Regions from separate parts of the Danio rerio genome. Here region 2 is linked to region 1. A link is a contact called in public Hi-C data. All regions are on one chromosome and are shown on one strand. Each heading gives the region's core, a stretch centred on a gene start, on an enhancer-like site or on the middle of the called end of the contact. The rest is flanking DNA. Distances are from core to core; before and after follow the strand shown. Region 1 holds the start of s100b (S100 calcium binding protein, beta (neural)). Region 2 holds the start of aox6 (aldehyde oxidase 6).

What was found. Hi-C and Micro-C count contacts between places; a contact is called where the count stands out from the background.
Region 2: a Hi-C map of hematopoietic stem cells shows a contact between it and region 1, with 3 times the contacts expected there. The contact joins the promoter of aox6 here to the promoter of s100b in region 1. A contact is called at or near these places in 9 of 18 Hi-C or Micro-C datasets (caudal fin, embryo, hematopoietic stem cells and 2 more) and 1 of 4 datasets of contacts at active chromatin or transcription factors (caudal fin).

The regions. Positions count from the first base shown.
Region 1 is chr22:13,546,658-13,552,704 of GRCz12tu, forward strand. It overlaps s100b (S100 calcium binding protein, beta (neural)), which reads right to left and starts at 4,073. Exons shown (of 3, transcript NM_001002552.2): 1 at 4,042-4,073; 2 at 3,600-3,768; 3 at 1-939. The coding sequence starts at 3,737. The coding sequence ends at 790. The region is part of intron 2 of LOC141380094 (a long non-coding RNA gene); the gene reads right to left.
Region 2 is chr22:13,749,054-13,755,224 of GRCz12tu, forward strand. It overlaps aox6 (aldehyde oxidase 6), which reads left to right and starts at 2,587. Exons shown (of 35, transcript NM_001278817.1): 1 at 2,587-2,640; 2 at 2,890-2,947; 3 at 4,056-4,152; 4 at 4,454-4,562; 5 at 5,783-5,909; 6 at 5,994-6,055. The coding sequence starts at 2,587.

The sequences.
Region 1 (6,047 bases), core at 2,823-5,322:
GATTGACCTTTTAAAGAAACATTCATTGTAGGTCTTTATTCATTTGGATTTTGGTGTAAATTGTTCTTATATATATATATATATATATATATATATATATATATATATATATATATATATATATATATATATATATAAACTGTGGCAAACACATTTATTTTTAAATCTTATTTCTTTCATGAAAAAGGCAGAAGATTCGAAACACTGACTATAAGCGTAGGTTACAGTTGAAAACACACAAATAATAGGGCATTCAAGACATAATAAACATTCATTCTAACAGTTCGTATGGGATTGATTTGCAAATCTACATCATTTATGGATGGTCATAAACATCATACAAGATGCTCAGAAGAATAATTCGCTTTGGTGGGTCTTTTTAAAGCACAGTGTGATTTGTCTAAGGCCCCGGAACAATCTGACAAAAGTCAATAGCAGCCTAATAGTCTGAAGCTAATCAAAAGAAAAAAAACATTTCACAATCAGCCTGGAATTGAAATGACAAGAGTAAAACACCTGGATCCGCATTCCACTCGATGAGATTTATGATGGCCATGTCTTGAAACAAATGTCTAGCCAAAATAATAGAAGCATGCTTTGTAATAAATTACGAACTGATTTTCGAGTCTAGCAGAAATAAGCTAAATTGTCAGACAAGCTGCATGTACATTCTGTCCAAACAAACAACAACAATAAAACAATCCTAATGCGATGAGAACGAAGTAAAGTTTACTGAAGAAATGTATTGAGACTCATTAAACTACGAAAACTACTTTCTTTTATTTAGACTCATTCGTCTTCATGGTGTTCGAAAAACTCATGGCAACAGATGGTAACCATGGTGACGAAGGTCATGAACTCCTGGAAATCACACTCCGAGTCGCCATCGGTGTCCAAACTTTCCATCAAACTGTCCATTGTAGCTTGGTCTTTCACTTGCTAGGGGAGACAAAAAGAGAGTAACCTTCAGAATCACGAATTTGGCTAATTCGGCTTAGCTAAAAAAGTCGTAGCTTCTCTCAAAGTTATGTAACTCTCTGCCTTTGCACATTTGCCAAGTGGATACTATTTCCAATCTTTAATTTCAGATAAACTTTTTTTGTTTAGGATAGCTTTTAATGTTCTGCTGTTTTATTATCCTGTCTATTGCTTTTTACAGCTTATATTTTTATTACATGCTTGCGATATACTGTAAGGTGTCCTTGAGTGCTTTGAGAGGTGCCTATAAATAAAAGGTATTATTATTATTATTATTATTAATTCTAAAATAAAGCTTTGATTGAAAATTTTTAGGAAGATGTGTGTGAAAAAAAATACTTTATTAAAAGTCAGATATACATGTGTGTGCTATGCAGCTCCTAGATCCATGTTTCATTCGTCCACACTCAATTTCACTCTTATATATATTTTTTTTATTTATTTTAAAATACTTTGACTTTCTGACATTTGTTCACCTTGTGTATTTATCATGTGAAGAAACCCTCAATGTTCATTAAGCATGATCAGACCAGATTTGTGTACATTGGAAACAGTCACAAACACAACAAATGTTTGTAGACACTTGCAATTGACACAATTTCAGCATAATTACAAACCAATTCACATAATTTCAAACCAACTGACAAACAACTTGGCATAATTACAAACAAGGCGCTGCTAATTTTTCAAAACTAAGTATAGTTTGGGAAAAAGAAAGGTTTTAGTAAAAAAAAGTAATGTTTTATCAGTTCGCCCACACTTTACTTCATGAGTTTATTATTGTATATTTTATTATTGTATGTTCATTTTAAAATTCTTAAAGTTTGGCTTTCTGTTTTTTTATGAGAGAAAACATTCATTGTAAGGTCTCATTTATTACCCACAAATACACTAAATTTAAGTACCATGGAAAGATTCACAAACACAATAAATCTGTGTAGATATTAGGCATGGGGCGGTATAAGTTTCTGACAGGATAAAAATACCAGGGTTTTACAGTATCACAGTATTGTGATAACTGCTCTAAAATAAGTTAATTTTAAATGTTTGGGTAAAACTAAAAATCTGAACACAGTATATTTTATTTTAGGAAACATTTATAATATTTTGGAAAAGCAAAAGTCAGGCTAAATAGTTCAAATAAATCATTGACTTCTGCAGTCTTCAATTTTAAAAAACACAGAAAAAATACACTAAACAACCCTGACATATACCTTAGGAACGGTATAACAGAAAATCTTAGCGGTTTTAAAACCTTGACTTTTTCAAACCAAGGCAAACCAGTTATTGTCCTATGCCTAGTAGAAATCATTTTTTCACAACTGACACAATGCTGGGATAAAGCTGTGATAACTAATCAAGCATTCCTAATATTTCAAGACAGTGTAGTGTGAAAAAACAAAAACGTTGACCTCAATACAAGTCTGAAACTACGCAGACACTCGATTAATTTAGTGCTTCCGAAATTTGCCAAAACATTCCTTGAATATTCTTTGTACAGTACTTCATCTTGTTTCGCTTTCATAATTTGTCTACCTTGTACAGAAACATTAATTGTAGGTCATTTTTCAATAAAGGAATATTTCACCCACAAATTAAGGGTTAGAGTTTCTTTCCTCTATTAAACACAAAAGTATTTTGAAGAAAACTGTAAAGTCGTAACCATTGATTTCCATAGTAGGAAAAGCAAATTCTGTGGAAGTCAATGGTTACAGGTTTTCAGCATTCTTCACGATGTCTTCTTTTGTGTTCATCAGAATAAAGAGTCTCATAAAAGGTCTGGAACAACTTGAGGGTGAGTAAATAGAGAGTAAATTATTTTTTGGGGGGGTGAAATATCCCTTTAAGTATAGATGTGTGTACTTTTTTCTGTTGTAAACTGTCAATATGTAATATTTTGACACCCATTTTTCTTCTATTTACACAATTTTTAAAAAGTGTACAGTGAAAAATATCTTTACCTTAATAAAAGTTGAAAAATCAAGCATGAGTGGATATTCAAAGGGACACATCACCCAAAAATGTCAATTTAACTCGCGTGGTTCTAAACTTTTATGAGTTTTTGTCTTCTGTTGAACACTATAAGTTAGTTTGAAGAGTAGTTTGGCAAATTAAAGAATAGTTTGACAACTTAAAAAATAGTTTGACAGCTTGAAGAATAGTTTGACAGCTTGACAGTAGTCTGAAACTTAAAGATAATTTGAAAAATGTTGGAATATTGCCATTAACATCGATAGTAGGAACAAAACATACTATGAAAGTCAATAGCATTTTTCTCCCAACATTCTTCGGTATATCTTTTTATATATATAAAAAAAATAAAAAACACAACCATTAAATCTACATAACTTGAACATTATCAGTTCATTATTGTCATTACGTGATTTTCTTTCCATAAATTTTACAATTTGACACCAGTAATTTGTTACCTTCTGGTCGACTTTGTAAAGAAACATTAATTCCAGAGTTGTTCATTAGGCATGATCATAATAAATTAGTATAAATTTTACACTTTTTAACACAATAACTAGCAAACAAAGATTTTTTTACACAGTTCTGACAATCACTTTATTATAAAACACATATTCCCAAGTTTTCGAATCAAAAACAAAAAAAATTACCTCAGTGAGAGTTGGAAACTCATGCGTGAGCAGCTCCTTGAGTTCACTCTTTTTTAATTTGTACTTGTCTCCTTCTTTCGACGAGTATTTGTGGAAGACTTCAATGATGGTTCCCAGGCAGTTCTCTAAGTCTGACATCTTAATGTGCTGCAGCGACGCTCAACGTTTCCTGGAATAATTACTAAAAATGTGAAAAATGCTTGATAGCAATTTCAAGCTGTTTAACTTTTTCCCTCAAATGTCTGCAAACAAGTTTAAGTGTCGGAGCAATTTTATAGACCATTAAGTTTCGTTCTGTCTTTCACTTTTGCAAACACATTTCTAGTCATTATGTAGTTTTTTTTTTTTTTTTTTTTGCAATTTCATCCTCAGTTTGGAAAAGCTTGGAGCAAAATAAGCTTTAAAAACATTGGAATGATAAATAAAAACGTACTAGACTTACCAGCAGAGAGTTTGTCAGAAAGAGGCGATTCTGCAGAGGGAGATGAGAGTCCATTTATAGGTCTGAAAAGGAGGAGCTTGGAGATTTGAGATTCTGTGCTGTCAATCACTGGATCTGACCAATCAGCTTCTTAACTTGTTCTCACTCCACTAGACACACATTTAAAGTCCAGAACAAAGGGGTGAATATATTCACACACACACACACACTCATAGTGTTACACTTGCGACTTCTGCTATAACATGCATAAACTTTTACTGTAATAATTAATTAGTTTTATGCCATTTTAGCTTAATATTAGAATTTATATTAAGTGTATTTATTGTTTTATCAGTATTTTATTGTCCTTTCATGATTTTCATTTCAAAGTAATCATTTAAAGTAGCCAATTCTGTGCACAAAGGCTGCATTTATTTGATGGAAAACACAGTAATAATTGTGAAATAATATTACAATTAAAAAAAAACTGTTTCCTTATTGATTGTAGTTGTAAATTAGATTTATTCCTGTGATTCAAAGCTGACTTTCCATCATCATTACTTGTCTTTAGTGTCACATGATCCTTTGGAAATATGATATAATATGATGATTTGCTGTTCTGTTATGATCAGCTATTGGTACACAATCACTAATAAGGATTTCGTACAATTATTAGTGATGAATTTTCTTGTCTTCATGTATTGTAGAAAATGTGATATATTTTACATATGGGGATACTTCGATAAAAAAATAAAGTTCTAAATAATAATTCTTAGCACACATAAAATGTTAACAAATCTTACTGTTTCCAAACAGGTTTATTCCAACACAATCTCATGGCAATTCATAACTTTTTGATTTTTGAATCTAATTTGTACAATTTCATATGATTTGCTCATCGCACAATGAAGGTTGGGTTTAGGGGTTGGGTGCCACGCCTCCTTTTTAAAATCACACAATTTCGTATTACTGAACTCGTACGAATCCGTTTGAATTAGCCACTAAACTCACAAAACCTAAAATACTTACGTTTTCTCGTGAGATCAGGCTGTTTATTCTTTTATTTAATGTTTTATTCAGTCCTTTCAGTCTGTTCTCAATACATAAATTTTTTTTCAGGCCATAAGCAAGCTATACGAGTTTATATGCAAAAACAGAACTCAGTTTTTATTCATTTTTTTGTTGCAAAGGTTTTTGCAAATGGATTCTTCAAATGTTTAGTTGTTTTCCTTTTCTATTTTAACAATTTAATTCTTTAATAGTAAAAAGCTTTGTTTTATGATTAATGTGTTTAGCAGCTTGTTGTTTTTCAGTTTTATAAATATCGTATTAAGTGTTCTTATTGTTTGAACAACCCTTTTTTGATGATTCATTGTCCTTTAATTGTGTTTTCCAAATAAAATCATTTTATCTAAACATAAAGTTTGTCTTGTCCTCTCACTTTAGGTTATAAGTAAATATAAAGAGTTAATTTGCCAAAAAAAAAAAAAACAGATACCTCTGTTTTTATTAATTTTCAAAAATCATCTTTTATATTTATGAAAAATACTTTTCTATTTTTGCTAATGAACTTTTTATATTTTAATGTACTCTTCATAAACTCTTCATATACTTTTATATATTTTTCCCTTTCTATTCTGATATGCAAAACATAACTTTTTGTAGAGTCGAAAAATGTGTTTCTGTATAATAAGTTCAATTTAATGATCAGTTTATTGTTGTTTTTCAATTTCAGAAGCTTAAGCCTTGTATTGTGATGTTTCGAAGTAATCCTCTTTTCTATACCGTAATCTGGTTTTATGGCCATAAGCATGTATATGTTGTTTTTTTTTTTTTATCTCTTTCTGTTCTGCTTTTGATCTTTCCCGAAGTTCTGTTGCCCATAATCGCACACAAGTGTTTTGTTGTCAAGCGTCTCGGTGGACGACAATGGTGTGTTTGAGAGGAAGTGAGTGGTGTGGCATATTAATCAGACGATCCTTTTCTGTTATGGAATTGGCCAGACGTGTGTCCTAAACACCAGCGGA
Region 2 (6,171 bases), core at 1,337-3,836, 200 kb after region 1:
CAAAGTATGAGTAGTCTACCAATTTGTTTTAATTTTTGAAATAAACAAAATGTCATTTAGAGCATAGGATATTTTTCCCAAGTTAATTAGCATATTATACACATTTCTGAAGGATCACGTGACACTCGAGACAAGTAAAGATGCTGAAATGTACCTAAAAGTTATATACAATAATATTAAATAATAAAATGTTTCTGTTTGCAGTATCACTCAATAGAAGTGTTAACATGAGCGACATCTAGTGGTCAAACTACTTACGACTAATGTAATTCATTTAACACCTTTTTTATGTGTGTGTTTAAGCAGTCCAGTTTGTTTTTGTCAGAGTGGTCTCTTGCGTGTAAGTGCACATGTGCCTGTTTTGCTGGCCGATATGTGTGTTAGCGTGTTAGCTAATCCTAAAGCGCCTGTGGGTAGAGATTTCTGACAGTGTAGAGTATTAACTTGCTGTAATCTCTGTTGGGCTTCCCTGATCACACCTCACAGGGGGGGCACAGCAGGGGCCCTGTGTGTTTTTTTCCCTTTTTTTCAGACACAGATAGTGGGCAAACACAATCTATTGACACGGTTTCAGCTCTTAGAGGCTCATTAATGTTTTAAGAGGTTGACTCAAAAACCAAAAATGTGGAGTCTTGTAATGGACAAATGAAAACTATGATGTATTGATATACAATTATAGTTATTTAGCCTACATATTTTCAAGACATTTAAACGTTTTCAAACAGGTACTGATCAACTAAAATGAGCAGTCATAAGCCAGATGTGTACAAATCAAGTCCTGGAGGGCCGGTATCCTGAAAAGTTTAGTTCCAACCCCAATCAGACACACCTGGGCTAGCTAATCAAGCTCTTACTAGGCTTGAAACATCCTGGCATGTGTGTTGAGGCAAGTTGGATCTAAAATCTGCAGGACTCTGATCCAGGACCAATTTTGACACCCCTGTCATAAACTTAAAAAAAATGTGGTCTTCTAATAGAAAAATGGATATTGACATGGTTTTTGAATAAATATACTGCTGAGAATGTTTTCAATCTGTTTACTGATCAACTAAAAATGTGAAAGTGAACACTGAGATAAAATATTTTTGATTGTGGAAGATAAAAAGTTACCTGTTCAGCCGGATTTGGTAGTTTATTGCTTCTAGCGCCATCTTTTGGATAGACACATCCATTACATAACAACAAAATGTTGATGTTATTCAACAGTTAATTTGAAAGCCTCTTGCGCCATCTGCTGGTCAGTACACCAAATACGCCAATAGCCTACAGCGTCCTGGATAGTTTTTTTTGCCAAAATTCTTTTTGTGTGAATGCCGAGGAAACGGTAGTACATTTGTTTTGGTCATGTTATTACATTCAGGAGTTTTGAAATAATAGATTTCTTTGTTAAGGTGAAGATTGTTTCAGAATTTTCTATACAAATGAAAAATTTGAGATATTTTAACTCAGACCCCAAGAAAGAATTTTTTTTTTTTTTTTATCAGTTTAATTATCTTCTTAGGTAAATTTTACCATCAGAAATGCAAATTCACAAATAGTAAACCTGCCTTTGTGATCTTCATTAAGGATATTGAGAATTATATAAAGTTGATTTCTGGATCCTCTATAAAAACTGTTAAATTATGCTCTTCTTTTAAGTTCTTAATATAAATAACTTGAATTAACCCTTTTTATTTGCAAACAAATCTTTAATGTTTTTTGTTTTGTTTCTCTCTTTTCTTTATTTTTTAATGTTTTCATTGTCTCACTTGTCAATGTCGACAGTCATTTTGTTTTATGTACTGTTATGTATGTATGTTCTTGGTTTCAGCAATAAAAAAGTTAATTTTTATGCCAAACTAAAAAAAGCGTCAAAATCCAGCGACAGAGAAATGTAAAACTGAAATTTCACGGTGGACGATGGATTTTGTAATGGAATGTCAGTAAATCCCAACAACACGCAGTGGGAATTTCCAGATAGAAATTGTTTATTTTTTTATTGGAATTCGTTGTTAAATGTAGAAATTATTTAATGGAGAAAAAAAAATCTAGATGAACTTTTTTTTCTTTTCTTTTTTTTTTTTTTACAGATAATTACATTTGCAACAAAAAATTAAACATTTAAATGTTTAATTTCATAAATTTTGTAATAACGATTGAAACAAAACAAAGTAAATAAATTAACAAAAATAAACGATAGTAACGTAATCATACTTTGTTAAAGGTTATCATAAACCGTTGTAATTAGTTTAACAACGTCAGCGCTGAGAAAAGTAACAATTAACATGTGGCAACACAAATTTCTTGTTGTTTGACAGTTTAGACCGTAAAATGCATACTTAAGCCTTATACTAGCGTCAAACGACCAAAATACACATTGTGAAGTTTCAGGAAGTGAGTAATTATTTCATATCCTCACATTTTATCAATTTACAACCAACTTCGAGTCGGCTAAGCTCCGCCTTGGTAAACTTTCTTGTCTTTTTCAAGTTCGCACTTTGCATATAAAGCTGATTTCACTGGTGCTGGACATCTCAAGAGGAGCCAAGTCTGCAGATTTGCTTCATTTTGTAGCACATAACAATTCGTTGTACATAAACTGCAAAAATGGCTGAACAAACCAGGAACGATGGCTTGATATTCTATGTCAACGGCAAAAAGGTGAGTTTTGTGCATATTATCCACTTCTTTGTAGCCTATCATTAACGTTAGTCATGTGTTTATTGTAAATTTTTGTGACGTTTTATGGTCCTGTTCGATCCTTAATGTTATTCATGAAGTATGACAGAAACATGATCTGAATAATAACAATGAAAGCAATTTGAATAGAGATAGCAATGTTTAAGGGCGCTTGAAACAATCTGCATAATGTAAATGTAATCTGCATATGTTTCTGCTTGTTGTTGACAGATAGTGGAGAAGAACCCAGATCCTGAGACTATGCTTCTGCCCTATTTGAGGAAAAAATGTATATTTTACATTATGCATATGCAAATACTACTACTATTACTACTAGATACTACTAAATATCATAATTATTAGCATTTGTTTTACTGCTGTTATACATTCTTGATATTCATATTCTATCCATCTATCTACAGTTGAAGTCAGAATTATTAGCCCCTCTGAATTATTAGACCCCCAGTTTATTTTTTCCCCATTTTCTGTTTAACGAGAGAAGATTTTTTTTCAACACATTTCTAAACATAATAGTTTTAACAACTAATTTCCAGTAACTAATTTATTTTATCTTTAACATGATGACAGTGAATAATATTTTACTAGATATTTTTCAAGACAATTCTATACAGCTTAAAGTGACATTTAAAGGCTTAACTAAGTTAATTAGGTTAACTAGGCAAGTTAAGGTAATTAGTCAAGTTATTGTATAATGATTGTTTGTTCTGTAGACTATCGAAAAAAAATCTATCTATTCTAATAATGATGATAATAACACTAGCAATATCATATTTTATTAAATAGTCATTTTGTTTGCTTAAACTTGAACATGTCTTAATAATACACAACAAAATATACTCAGAAAGGCACCTCTAACTCCACAAATGTATTAAAAATAATATTAAAATACTTTAAAAGTATTAATAACAAAATAACAAAATTTGTGCTGAATTGTAAACAATAAGAAATCGTTTTGTGTCAATATAGTCCACAAATTGTTCTGAGGCAACTTTAAACAGATTTCGCACACATTTGTCTGTCTATGATGATGTTTATTTATATAAATCCATTATTATTAAACCATTATATATTTATATATATATATATATATATATTTTTTTTTTTTAATGGTTATTAAAATTGTGATGAAATGATGCCTATTACTAAACAAGCGCTAAGCAATATTTATATAAACCTAAAAGAATTGCTTTTGACCTCAATGTTGAACTAAGTCCCAAAACACACTTGCAGCCAATCAGCAGTAAGTTATGGGCGTGTTTGTTTTGGTGCATTCAAATAGCATCGTTTGGCAAAATTCACTTACTGCACCATTGATAACCAAGATTTGTGTGTGTCTGTGTGTTTGTACGATTGTATATGCATGTTTTTGTATGTAGTGCGTTTGACTGGCACTAAATACAGCTGTGGTGGAGGAGGATGTGGAGCTTGTACCATCATGGTGTCCAGATATGACCCTCAGACTAAGAGCATCAGGTATTACAGTCTTCATTTTACTCCATTTGCTCTATACTTCCGTATGTGTGTGTGTGTATATATGTGTGTATATGTATGTATATATATATATATATATATATATAATATATATATATAATATGAATGTCTGTGACATGAAATATAATGGCAGATATTTTTGCTTTTGCAAATCAAGATTCAGCCTCAACTTTAATTTTAGTGGGACGATTGGCCTTCTAATATATGTGTATTCTGCATATAAATTAGTTACACAAATCTCTTCACCGAATGCATGTTAGAAGCATTTTTTTTCTCTGTTTAGTCATTTGTCAGTGAACGGGTGTCTGTTTCCCATCTGCCATCTTCACGGAGCCGCAGTGACAACTGTTGAAGGCATCGGAAACACCAAAACCAAATTACACCCGGTCCAGGTATCCTTCACTGTATAATCCACATCCAGATTATAGGATCCAGATTATAATATTCTAGATAACCTTAAATCCAGATTATGATATTAAATGAGTTTGAGTCTAGTTTTATAAGATGGATTACATTCAGTCTAGATTATGGTATTAATTTAGAGCCGGTTTAATTATAAACCGTTGTAGCTGGATTTTGACCCATGGTTGTATTTAGGTCACTTAATTATTCCTCTATTTTATTACCTATTATTTTGCTAATGCAGTTTTTTAAACTATTAGTTAGTTACATCATGCAATGTTATCCAAAAATAGAATAATTAAAATGATTAAAACAATAAAATAATATTTGTAATATAACACAGCAGTGCACACATGTACTTAATTTAATTATAATACTATTTATCAATTAGAAAAGCCTAATAGAAATTGCTTTGGATTATTAATGTTAATAAAGTAATTAATAATTATCATTTCAAATGTTTAATATAATATTATGTAATAAACAGCATAATGCTTTTAAAGAATATAATATTACATGTAATATAACTAATAAACATTCACACAGACTTTCAATGATGGTGTAATAATAATAATAATCTTTCATTTAAAGTACTTGCTTAACATTTTTATATATGTATATATTATTGTATAGTGTATATATTATTATTAATATTGCTATTATGTTTCGTTGTTTATTATCATTAATAAAAACATAATAGTTAAATTATTTCTACGCAATGTCTTTATTATGTTTTTAATGAAAATATTTAGGTTTATACGTTCAAAAATATAATAATAATAATAATAATAATAATAATAATATACAACATTTTAATATATAAATATAATAAATAATAGTCATATTTAAATTCTAAGTGTGTATTATTATTATTATTAATATTATTATTATTATTAATTTGTTGCAATAATAATAATTATTATTATTATTATGTTCTGTTATGTTGTTATTATTATTATTATTATTATTATATTAAATAATTGGTGCAATAATAATAATAATTGTGTTATTAATTATAACAACAAAAACAATAATAATAATAATAATCATCATCATTTCTTTTTGGCGAAAGTCACTTTAATTTAATAAGTTTGATATTTTCTTATTTTGTGTGTGGCTGTGTAGTTTTATAGCTTATTATTTATTTACCTTCAATAAATTAAATTGAATTAATTACCATGGACATCTTTTTACTGTTTGTGTTGATCAGGAGCGCATAGCAAAGGCTCATGGGTCTCAATGTGGCTTCTGTACTCCTGGGATGGTGATGTCCATGTATACATTGCTAAGAAACAACCCACATCCCACCTTGGATGACATAACAGAGTGTCTTGCAGGTACAGTGACATAAATACCACTGCACATATTTTTAAAAAAAATCATGAAAATGGTTAAAACATTCGTAAATGTTCCATTTGCAGGTAATTTATGCAGATGTACAGGATACCGGCCCATCATTGATGGCTACAGGACCTTCTGTGAGGTAAACAAAAGCGAGTTCATCCTTCATATTTTGTTAGTTTCAGCTGCTCATATGGCATGACATTACTAACCCTTAATGGATTCGCTCCATATTCCTTCATTTTTCTGAAAATTATG